3 separate regions of the Mus musculus genome follow, and regions 2 and 3 are each linked to region 1. The links are chromatin contacts, called in public HiChIP or PLAC-seq maps. All regions are on one chromosome and are shown on one strand. The core of a region is the stretch at or near the end of the contact, and the rest is flanking DNA. Distances in the headings are between cores, read along the strand shown.

Region 1 (3,875 bases), core at 196-2,695:
TTTAGGGTGAAGAGGACTGGCAACAGGGTGTGCATTTCTGTTTGCCACATGAAAGGGGAAGCGGCACTGTGCAGGTTGGGACTTGATATTTGCATTGTCCCAGTGTTTTAGGATTGAGTTGGAAGATAAGAAAATGTAACCTTTTACCATCTTCAAAAATTCATGGGAGAACTAATCTCTAACAAGAAAAAAAAATGGCTTTGATTTATATAAATTTTTACACGTTTAAAGAGTATAATTTTTAAAGCTGGGGAGGCGGGGAGTTCAAAAACCAACCAGAGCCATGCTAGACAAATCTCATTTTGTTTCTTAGAAGCACTTGGTTGTAGCTTTCATAGGCGGATAAAAGATTCCAATTCCAATTGGCCCCTTACTGCCTGTCCCTCCTCCTGGCAGTTTGGAAAGTATAAGTTATGCCTGCAGCAATACTTTCTTTCTGCTTTAGTTCTTATTCTGTAGGGAAGCCTGAAAGTTGGCAAAATTGTTCCTTTAAAATAAAAACCCCGTTGGGGACAAAACAAAACGCACACAAAAGAAGAGCAAGCAATTCACTGGTCATTTAGAAATATTCGTATAATCTTTAAAGTCAAACAACACAACTGGAATATTTCAACCAACTCCTGCCAGTCATAGTACAACTGCTTCTTTTCTGGTTGGCACCATCTTCTCGGTAGGCTTTCCTCAGCAAGGGAGAGGGGTGTCCGATAGCGTCTTTATTAAGACAGAGATGACTCCGTTTTACAACTCAATTGGCACATCCTCCCGAAGAGTCCATCTCATCCCAATCCCTAAGCAGCCAAGGATTCAAACAATACTACTAACATCTAGAGAATTTACGTCTCCGAAATCTAACTTCATCTCTCCATCCCTCGCTCGGGTTTTTTAAACTTCCCGGACCTCCAAACCGAGAGCAACGGACTGCTTGCCGCTTGAGCCCGGCCTTGGTGACCATTTCCCTTACCTTCGTTTCCAGCTCTGTCCCCGACCCTCTTCGACCCCTCTTTCCATTCTTTACCTCCCACCCAATGGAGCCCTATCACTTTTACTTCCACCAAGCCCCCTTTGCCAATCTCCCGGCTCTTCTCTAATTACTCCATCTAAGCTCGCTCTGCGGTTGCCAAAAGGGGGGGGGGGTCCCTTACCTTTCCCATCTCTTTATCTCAAACCACTCCTTTGGACACCGGGAGGACGGGGCTCCTCCCGATGCTCTCACTTTTTCTCAGCGGACCCCGGCTTCACTAGCCCGCGTCTCCCCTACACACCTGCCTCGGCTCCCATTTCGGTCCCCTCCACCTGCCACAGCCCCTCTCCCGCCGCGGCAGAAAGAACCACGACCCGCGCCGCTCACCTATGTGCAGCGTTCCGGGCTCGCGGGTAGGGAGGAGGCAGCCGCTCAGACCCCAGCGTAGCAGCTGAGCCTGCTACTCCTCCGCAGCTGGGGGCCACAGCCGGGGCGGGGCCCGCACCGGAAGCTGTGCTGCGGGGCCCGGCCGTCAGCCCGGGGCGGGGGAGGGGCAGGTAGGGGCGGGGCCCCACGGTGGGGGGCGGGGCCCGAGGCCGGAAGCAGCTAAAAAGGGAACGAGGTGGGGGTGGGTGGGTAGTGCGAGACGGAAGTGACTCCTAGAGACCGCCCTCTGGTTGAAGCCGTGGGCGGAAGCCATTTAAGGCGGGCGGAGGCTTCGGCCAATGGGAGAGCACGGACTCAGAGGAGTTCCGGTGTGAGTGCTTTCGCGGGGAGTTGAAAAGAGTAGGACTGACTACAGCACACGGGTTTCTGGCTGCCGTGGTTGTGAATTGTTTGTAATAAGTGAAAGAAAGGAATAAAGAGTGCTAACTTTCAGCTAGTCTTAATGAAGCATTCCAGCCTTTTATTAGTTTTTTTCTAAATTTCACTTTTTGGATTGAAATTTTCCTGTTCTGGAACACCACCTCTATCCATCCCCAACCTCACCTCGTCACAGGGGTTAATGTTTTCTTTCTTCAGGTTCCAAAGGTAGAAGCTGAATCCTGGCACCGCTTATACAATAAAACAACAAAACCTTGTCTTCTGGGACTCCTAACTCTGGGGAACTTCTGTGAATTTATGCATGCACCTCCTTGTTTTACCTTTCTCCCAACTGACCATCATCCTTGATCCAGAGTCTATGGCTCGCTTAGTTTTGGGTCTTAAAACAATCCCAGCCAAAACCTAGAACTTATTGCCACTGGCTTTTCTTGTCCCTTCCCTTCTTCCTTCCCTTCCCCTCTTTTCTTTCTTGTTAGAAGGTAGCTCACCTATTTAGCAAAAGTAGTTGACCATCAAGCTCCAGGAATCCTGTCTTTACTTCTGAAATGCTAGGATTGCAGGTGTGCACCACACCTGGCTTTTTACTGAGGCGTTGGATATCCAAATTTAGACCCTTATTCTTTGGCGCCACGCTCTTAACTCACTAATCCATCTCAGTTCCTGATGAAAACTTTTATGGTTTGTTGTTGTTGTTGTTTGTTTTGTTTTGTTGCAGTCCTGGTCCCTTATTTCTTTTTTGTCCACTAGGCCATGAATTCATATGGAATGGGCTCCAGCAGTTTCCGTTAGTCCTCACAAAGTGTGCTTCTCTGGTTGACGCAGGCTGGCGCTTCAGCTGCACCCGGGTGCCCTTCTCCTTGGCTTCCTTCTTCTGATCGTTCTCCTTCACCCGCTTCAGGAAGCTGTCCCTGCTCTTCGAGTGCTTGATGTGCTCAATCCGCACATTGATCCTCTTGGCCAGAATTTTGCCCTTAACTTGCTTATTTACAATGATGCCCACAGCATGCTGGGTGACATTGTAGACTCTTCCGGGTTTGCCATGGTAGCACTTATGGGGCATTCTTTTTTGAACAGTGCCCATTCCCTTAATGTCTACAATATCACCCTTCTTGTAGATTCGCATGTACGTGGCCAAAGGAACAACGCCATGTTTCCTAAAAGGCCTAGAGAACATTTATACTGGGTGCCTCTCCTCTTTCCCTTTGTGTTCGTCATTTTGGCCAATTACTGGAAGATGGCTGCAGCAGCCGACTTTTATATGGTTTTATTTTATTTATTTATTTATTTATTTATTTTTGATTTTTCAAGACAGGGTTTCTCTGTATAGCCCTGGCTGTCCTGGAACTCACTTTGTAAACCAGGCTGGCCTCGAACTCAGAAATCTGCCTGCCTCTGCCTCCCAAGTGCTGGGATTAAAGGCGCGCGCCATCATCGCCCGGCTTATATGGTTTTAATTACCTTTTTTTAGTTTGTGTGAGGGCACTGTTTCCTCCCTCCTTGCTCTAGAGATGTAACATAACTCTTCCTCAACTTTATCAGAAACTCCAATCTGCTGAAAGCCGCTGCCTTATCTCTTGCATATTAACCTCCTCTCCTTCTTTCTCATCCAGGATTTAATGGCACATCATTCCAACCCCAGTCTTTCAATCCCACCCTAACGTTCCCCTGAAGAGACTTACATAATTTTCATTCTTGTATCTTGTCATAGAAAATTATCTGGTTGAACAGATTGAGATCAAATTGTCCATTTAAAATGAATTCTAAGCAGTGGCTTCAACGTTTATTCTACTCACTATCTCTATGAATCTCTGACTCTGTATTCACACACCACTTCCCCTGCTCATCTTACCATATAAGTACAGAAAATGTAAAATACCGTGAAATCTAGAAATCTACTCTGATGTGTTCCCATTCTGTCTTTCCGTTTTATAAATTAGGCAATCAAAAATACCAACTTCCCTGGTCAGGTCCTCAGTTGAGTATTTGTTGATCAGTAGACAAAACTCATTTCCTGCCTTCAGTGATCTTTACTGGTTCTGGAGAGAGAAAGCAAAATACATAGTGTCAGATAAGTGCTATGCAGAACAGA
Region 2 (3,641 bases), core at 818-3,317, 140 kb after region 1:
AGAGAAGTAAGCCTTTGCTGGGGGTTTGCTTAGATGTGCTGTAGCCCACCTGAGGCTGGGGCCAGGGGAACACTGGACTACAATCTGCAGGAAGGAAGTCTGACTATGTGTCCCACCCATGGAAGGCTTGGGACTAGATGTCCCCGGGGTGGACAATCTTGATGACTAGGGCTCTGTTTCTGTCCCTGCAGGACAATGGGCCGGATGAGGTCCCGCCAGGTGTTCAGGTTTCCTGGGCGGGCTGGTACTTTCCTGGAATGCCCAACCTTTTTGATGTCCTAGGACTGAAGAGATTTCACGGAAGCAGAGGTGGGGGTGGGGGTGGGTGGAGGGGGTAAGGGTGGGAGGGCAAACAGGAAGTCCTTAGAGACACTAGGGACATGGTCTGTCCTTGTGTCTGGGCTCAGGAGGCACACTGAGCCTGTCTCCTCCCAGTCCCCCTTAACACCATCATGGCCTGCTCAGAGCACCTGATTTTTATGGGCTGTGCTGGAAGAGGCCTGTAGGGTCAGTTAGAGCCAAGCCTGGCACCAGGCAAGGGCCACTTCTCTCTGCCAGACAGGATTAAAATCCTCCAGGCCAGCCGGGCGTGGTGGCACACGCCTTTAATCCCAGCACTCAGAGGGTTGGGGGGAGGCAGAGGCAGGCAGATTTCTGAGTTCGAGGCCAGCCTGGTCTATAAAGTGAGTGCCAGGACAGCCAGGGCTACATAGAGAAACCCTGTCTCGAAAAACCAAAAAAAAAAAAAAAAAAAAAAAAAAATCCTCCAGGCCTATTCCCAGGGCTGGGCTGACCCAGCAGAAGCCAGAGAACATTCTGAAACATGTCACCTCTATCTCCCACCAAAGAGGGACACTAATCAGTCAACCAGTCTGACTTCAGAATATTCAGGTTAACTGCTATTAAATATAATAGAGGTGAACATATACCAAGTAGCACACACCTCCCTGCCTAGGACTGTCTGGAAAGATAACAAGAAGGACTCCGTGGGTAAAGGTGCTTGCTGCCAACCTGACGCCCTGAGTTCGATCCTCCAGAACCCTCGTGGTGAAAGGAAAGAACTGGCTACCAAATGTTCTCTTTCTGACATTCACAGGCAATGCTGAGGCAAGCGCCCCTTCAGCATACACAGTCGATTAATGTATGTACCAATCATTTTAAAAGAGAAATATGACTTATCTTAGAGAGTTTTCATAAGCTCTTGGAGATTGGTGCTGACCCCACCCCAACTCCTGTGTGTGTGTGTGTGCGTGTGTGTGTGTGTGTGTGTGTGTGTGTGTGTTCCTAAAGACTGAACCTATGGCTTCACACATGCTATAGGCCCCACTACTGGGTTACATCCTTAGGTCCTCTTCCTCTTCTTCCTGTCCTTTTTAAATTTTGAAACAGGACTGACCTGGAGCCTTTGTTCGCAGTCACATTGCCTCAGCCCCTGAGGTTACAGGCTGCAGCTGTCTCCATACTCAGTTAAAGGAACTCAGACCCAGGAAGGGGAAGCTGTTTACCAGAGCTTCATGGCTCTAGAGGTACCTGGGGTTTTAGACTGACTCCATCACTCTTATTTATACACTGCATAGCTCGCCACCGAGCATCTCTCGTTGCTTAGACACATGGTTAACACAGCGTATACAGCAGAGATGGAGGAGAGCCACTCTCTGGCAAGATCACCAAGATGGGGCCTGAGGCAGAACCGACTCCAGGGTCAGGGATTCCTGGACACAGTCAGTTAGGACTTAAGACTTGGTCATCAGAGGAAGGGGCTGGGATCATCTGCCCCAAGACACATGGTACTTAGAGAGGCGAAGTGCTTAGCCATTCTAACTTTTTCCGGACCAGAGATGACTGGGTGGGATCTGGATCTGGCCCCTTGGCACCCTCTGTGGGTGCCTTGAGGCTTAGCTGGGATGTCTCTTGGGGCAGGGTGGGGATGACAGCTTTTTCCGTTGCTGGTTCCCATCAAAACCATCCCAGGAAGAACTGAGGTGTAGCTCAGTGGTGAAGCACTTTCCTAACACGCACAGGAGGGTGGGCGGCGGGATGGTGGTTCACAGAGCAGCTGTTCTAAGGGGCAGAGGGCACCCACATCCTGTCCCATTACTCCACATAAACATCTGTGAGCTAGGAGCCCCTCTGTGGGTGCCTTGAGGCTGAATAAGACTGAATCAGAACTGACTTAGTGGAAACCTCTGCCCACGGCTTTCTCCAGTGGGATACTGTGGTCAGACCAGACCCAACTGCTAGTCCACACATGGCCAGCAATGCATGCCAAAAGGCACTGTTGGGAGGGAACACTCATCCCGGGGCTCTGTCAGGCCACATCCTGCCTCAGAAAGACCTTAGGAGGTACTTAGGAGGATAGGAAACTGCAGTCCCAGCAGGACCCGGACAGCGCCGGGGCTGGAGCTGGTTTTGGCGTTCTTTTCTTGTGTGACATTTTCTTGAAGCTGTGGACAAAGGGAACACCCCCCTGAGTGGCCCCCAGAGAGTGCTCCCCTGGGGATGGCTTTCCCCACCTTCTCTCAGGACATCGCTGAGGTATGGGGGCTTCTCGGGGCAAAGGCTAATCAGTGCAGCAGCTTTACAGACAGACACAAATAGAAAGGCTTGCTCGTGGCGAGACTGTTGGCCTTCACACGTTCTTCATTGAGAGGAAATCCACATAAAAAAAACCAAACCCAAAAAACTCACCAGTGGCAAGTGAGCAATCTGTGGTTCTCATGTATTTCCAGTACTGTGTGATACTCGTCACTAATCGATTCCAGAACACTCCCTCACTTATAAGAAACCCTGTTACTTTCTTTTCCCACCTCCCCTTACTCTACTTCCTGTCTCCGTGAATTTGTCTGGGTCACATGCCAGGAGACCTTTGTGTCTGGTTTCTTTCTCTTAGCTTAATGCTTTCAGTGCTGTTTGTGCTGAGGGACAAATCAACATTCCTCATTGTTCAGGGCTGATGACACATTCACAACTCTGTCCTATTTGTGTTGTCTAAACATCGGCCACTGCACACCTGAGCTGAGGGCTGTGGTGAATCAGGATCAGGATGCACGAAGATCCGGGTGAAGCCTGCGTGAGGTCATGTTTTTAATTCTTTGTGCATTTAACTGGAGTGGGATTGCACAATCATATGGTAACCTTGTTTGACTTTCAGGGGGGGATGCTAAGTTGCTTCCCAAGGGTAATACTATTTCACATCCCACTGTCTTTGCGGCTTTCAACCACTACCCAACCTCACTCACTATTTACATGTGATGCATGTGTGTATACATGTTTGAATGCACATGTGTGTGCACATGCCCATGTATACTAGAGATTGATATCGCCCTTTGGGAGAGATCCAAGCTCTGAAGACTTTCCCAGGCTCTTGTTTGGTGTGTGGGCGAGGCCTGAGTGACAGAGGTCCCCAGGGTCTGCACAAGCTGGTTTCTCTTCTGTCTCCCTCTGTTCTGCCTTTTTTTTTTTTTTTGGTCCCCCTTGAGGCACGGAGTTCTGGGGTTTAGATGGTGGTAGGGCTGACTCTCAGCCAACCCATCTTGATTCCCAAGGATAAGGGAGAGCTAACCTGGAGGTGGGAGGCCTGGGAGAAGCAGGGCCAAGCCTGGCTGGCCCATGGTGTCCATGATCTGTCCTGCCTTCCTAAC
Region 3 (3,854 bases), core at 272-2,771, 150 kb after region 1:
TAGAGGGGCGGCACAGGTCAAAATATGAACGATGAATAATGATAACTAGGCAAAGTGGGATTGGGAATGGGGGACCCTGAGCAGAAGACAGAGCAGGAGCAAAGGCTCATGGTTAGTGATGGGAGTGGAGGGGCCAGAAGAAGCTGGAGTCCCTGCCTTTACTGTCACATGCTACCCCGAAAGAAGGCAACTTCCCATTTGTAGCTCTTCCTGTGAGTCAAGCCAAGGAGCATAGTGTTGAAGCAGGGTGAGGGTGTAGATGATGTGGAGGGTGAGGTATTTAGCTGTGAAATTGAGAGCAAAGGGACAGGGATTAAGTTTCAAGATCAGTATGAGGTGGTAGGAGGTTCACACTCATCGCTGCTGAGTCACGAGATGGCACACCTACCCCTTGTCTGGTTTCTGCTGCTCCTGAGGAAATGGTCATCAAGGTTCGAGTCATCCATCTCTCCACCTAGTGCAGGTCAAGCAAGCACCGCCCTTTCCCTAGTATGGTCCTATCCCCCGGTGTCTATTGTGACTCCCCAGCCCTGGCCCCTCTGGGCAGTGGAGAACTGTAGGGGGAGGCTGCTGGCTTCGATGGGGCTTCAATAAAATTACCTGGCTGTGGCAGCTTCAGTGGCAACTAGGGAGGCAATGGTGAAGGGGCCCTCAGAGGGCAAGCTGAGCCAGCCAGGGTCCTTCCTAGTCCCCTCTGCAGCCTTCTCCCATGAAGGGGTCTAGTAGCTGGTCCTGGGCTGACCAGATAGGGTATGACAGATCACTTCTGGCTCACACTGGGGCCTCTGTAGGTGGCTAATAGCAAGAGGTTCTGCCCCAGGAGTGGCCACAGCCAGGTTCTAGTCACCTGCCTCAGGTCCCAGGCCATGATAAGGCTGGAGTAGAAAAGGGATTCATCAGAGGTCTGCTGGTCCATCCTGTCAGATAGGGGACTAAGGACTCTGCCAAGTGGATGAGGTAGAACCCTAGACTATGGGATCCTTTTGGTCTCTAATCTTCCAACTCTCTGTCTTGCCTAACCTGCTGCTCTGACCCACTCAAGGGTCTCTTCTCAGGGCCCAAGAGGGTCATCTCTATTGCTGGAGTTCTCCTGACTGGCCCTTCTCACCTTCATCCCATTTCCTGTCCTGGGGGCTGAGGCACACCTCTCTCCCCACAGCAATTGGACCATCACTCTCTACCCCAACGTGACTGCATGGGTACCTTTAGCTCGCAGTCTCTGGGGGTTCCTACTCACACTGAGCTTCCACTGCAAGTTGACTTTCTATGTGGGTATGGCCTGGACGCATTCCCTTCCTCAGTCTTTACCATCTCCTGAGAGCAGAGTTGGGTACACGTCTAGAATGTTCTCTCAGCTGGTGGACACACCACACAAGAAGAGACTGAGGGCTTTGTCTTTCTTCTGTGCTCAGGTTAGAAAGGCTGAACCCCTTATGTTACCCCTGCCTTATTATGTCCTGGGACCTTAGGCAGATGGCCGGAACTTGAGTGTGGCCTTTCTGGGGGGGCAGCAGCGCCCCCTACTGGCCACTTAGAGAGATCCCGGTCGAGATGATCTGTTATAACCTGCTGGGTCTGCCTAGGGCCAGCTGCTGGTCCCTTCAAGGGAGGAGACTCAGGCTCCCATGAAGGCCCTGTGGAGGCTGCAGAAGGGATCAGGAAGGACCATGGCTGGCTTAGCTTGCCCTCCATAAAATGGGATAATAACACTCAATGTTTAGAGCTTGCTTGGTGATTAGACTGATTGATGATGTACTATGAAAAGAGCTCTGCAGGTGCAGGATGTGGTTCAGAGGAGTGGGTCAGAGGAGAGCAGAGTGCAGTTCTGGAAGCTGCCTCAGAGGCCAGCCTGACTCCTGCCCCGGTTCACTTTCTGTTGCTGTGACGAAACACGGGGACCAGAAGTAAGCTGGGGAGGAAAGGGTTTATTTGGCTTACTCGTCCATATCAGTGAGGGAGAAGTCAGGGCAGGAACCCAAGCAGGAGCAGTGGCAGGAACCGTGACAGAGCGCTGCTTACTGGCTTGCTCCCTCTGCCTTGCTCAGGTGGCTGTTTTATGTCTCCAGGCACCACCTGCCCAGGGCTGGCCCTACTCACAATGGGCTGGGTTCTCCTACATCGATCATTAAATGGAAAAAAAAATGCTCCACAGACTTTCCCACAGGCCAATCTGATGGAGGCAACCCTTCATCTGATGATCTGATGGAGGCAACCCCTCATCTGATGCTCCCCCATTCCAGGGTTCCAGCTTGTGTCCGGTTGACCAAAGCAAAACAAAACTAACCAGTGCAAGCTCTTCTCTAGATCCTGCTCCGGACTTTCTGGCACAGGTTGAAAGTCAGATGGCACCCTGGTCCTGGGTGGTGAGAGGGCCCGGGGTCTGGCGAGGAGAGAAGATCCTGCCTGGCATGGCTTTTCTACTTAATGGTTCCACTGTCCATGTAGGCCAGACCTCCAGTACCCCAAGGCAGATTGGGCTGTCTCTGTAAATTTCTCCTGGGACTGTCTAAGGGGCACAAGTGACCTTTACCCTAAAGGCTCACCACTTGTCTCAGGTGACAATCTTTTGTTTGTTTGTTTGAGACAGGGTTTCTCAGTGTAGCCCTGGCTGCCCTGGAACTCACTCTGTAGACCAGGCTGGCCTCGAACTCAAAAATCTGCCTGCCTCTGCCTCCCAAGTACTGGGATTAAAGGTGTGTGCCACCACTGCCCAGCTTCTCAGGTGACGATCTTAGGCCCCAGTGAGTACTAATAGTCTTAGGCACCTGGCTCTCTTTCTACTTCATTTTGTCCCCTCCTCCAGTCCCCATCAGCCACTTGGAATTTCTTAAGGCAACCCAGGTGATAGGTACTCCAATTAAGACAAAAAGCACAGAGAGGTTAAACTTCCTCAAAGCCACACAGAAGTGAGTGGAGGAGCCGGGGTAGAGTCTACTGGAGTTAGTCCAACCTCCACACTATAGCACCTTTCAGGGCCTATGGAGGTTTGGGGGGGGTGCATCAGACTCATTCATACTTCTGACAGAGGTCTGGGGGAGTTCAGAGATGGGGCTTGGATGTGCTTGGGAGGAGTGCTGAGGTTGGGTTTGAGGCTTAGTGGGGCAGGGCAGAGAATGCTGGTGGTTTTGAGTCTACATGATGAGAGTCTGGGGCTGCCCATGCTGTGTGGGCCATGGGGGGCGGGGTAGAGGGCTGTGTATGTGGCTATGTTTAAGAGGCTAAGGAGCTGTGATCTGGGTACCCTGGAAATGTGCAGGGAGAAGCCACCGATCAAGATTGGAAGTACAGAGTGGGTAGGCGTGAATGGGGGTCCAGACAGAGAGAACCACACCCAGACACAGGAAAGTGGGTACCAGAGAACCGAGTGAACCTGTGGGTAGAAGCTGTATAGAGGAATGCTTAGTTTTCCTTTCATTTCTTCTCTTTTCTTCTTTTCTTCTCTTCTTGCCTCCTCTCCCCTTCCCTCTCCTCTCCTCTCCTCTCCTCTCCTCTCCTCTCCTCTCCTCTCCTCTTCTTTCTTCCTTTCCTTTCCTTTTCTTTCCTTTCCTTTCCTTTCCATTCTTTTTAAAAATTTGAGTCAGGGTCTAACTTGTGTCCCTGACTGGCCTGAAACTGGCTATACAAACAAAGCTGGCCTCAAACCCACAGAGATCTGTCTGCTTCTGCCTTCTGAGTGCTAGGATTAAAGGCGCCCTGTGAGAGGCTTATTTTGATGTGTGTGTGTGTGTGTGTGTGTGTGTGTGTGTGTGTGTGTGTGTGTGTGTTTAGGGTAGCATCTCCCAATCAGAGTCCTAACTGAGGAGACTGGGCTCCTCCCCCAGCAGATGAGAGCAGCCCAGCCTCTCTGTAGGGTA

Evidence for each region. HiChIP or PLAC-seq counts read pairs in DNA pulled down with a chosen protein or histone mark.
Region 2: a BATF HiChIP or PLAC-seq map of CD8 T cells shows a contact between it and region 1, with 12 read pairs. The contact joins the enhancer-like site here to the promoter of Arid3b in region 1. A contact is called at or near these places in 1 of 39 promoter capture datasets (pre-B cells), 1 of 15 datasets of contacts at CTCF or cohesin (CD8 T cells), 1 of 484 Hi-C or Micro-C datasets (muscle stem cells), 9 of 115 datasets of contacts at active chromatin or transcription factors (the 230-238 cell line, CD8 T cells, T-cell acute lymphoblastic leukemia and 6 more) and 3 of 9 other capture datasets (adipose tissue, liver and pancreatic islet).
Region 3: a contact with region 1 is called in a BATF HiChIP or PLAC-seq map of CD8 T cells, with 12 read pairs. The contact joins the enhancer-like site here to the promoter of Arid3b in region 1. A contact is called at or near these places in 15 of 39 promoter capture datasets (the 3T3-L1 cell line, 3T3-L1-derived adipocytes, the C10 cell line and 9 more), 1 of 15 datasets of contacts at CTCF or cohesin (CD8 T cells), 4 of 484 Hi-C or Micro-C datasets (the CH12 cell line, Th1 cells, bone marrow-derived macrophages and 1 more), 20 of 115 datasets of contacts at active chromatin or transcription factors (the 230-238 cell line, CD8 T cells, T-cell acute lymphoblastic leukemia and 11 more) and 3 of 9 other capture datasets (adipose tissue, liver and macrophages).

Annotation. Positions count from the first base shown.
Region 1 is chr9:57,835,334-57,839,208 of GRCm38.p6, forward strand. It overlaps Arid3b (AT rich interactive domain 3B (BRIGHT-like)), which reads right to left and starts at 1,446. Exons shown (of 9, transcript NM_001379353.1): 1 at 1,349-1,446. It also overlaps the pseudogene Gm7547.
Region 2 is chr9:57,970,149-57,973,789 of GRCm38.p6, forward strand. No RefSeq gene overlaps it. Among named protein-coding and RNA genes, the nearest start is that of Sema7a, 32 kb to the left of the region's middle. Within about 2 kb of position 2,068, at least 144 of the 459 cell types and tissues checked have an H3K27ac peak or open chromatin away from gene starts, as enhancers often do. A contact at or near this core is called in the 230-238 cell line, CD8 T cells, T-cell acute lymphoblastic leukemia and 5 more, where this site is marked.
Region 3 is chr9:57,989,105-57,992,958 of GRCm38.p6, forward strand. No RefSeq gene overlaps it. Among named protein-coding and RNA genes, the nearest start is that of Cyp11a1, 24 kb to the right of the region's middle. Within about 2 kb of position 1,522, at least 36 of the 459 cell types and tissues checked have an H3K27ac peak or open chromatin away from gene starts, as enhancers often do. A contact at or near this core is called in CD8 T cells, T-cell acute lymphoblastic leukemia and Th1 cells, where this site is marked.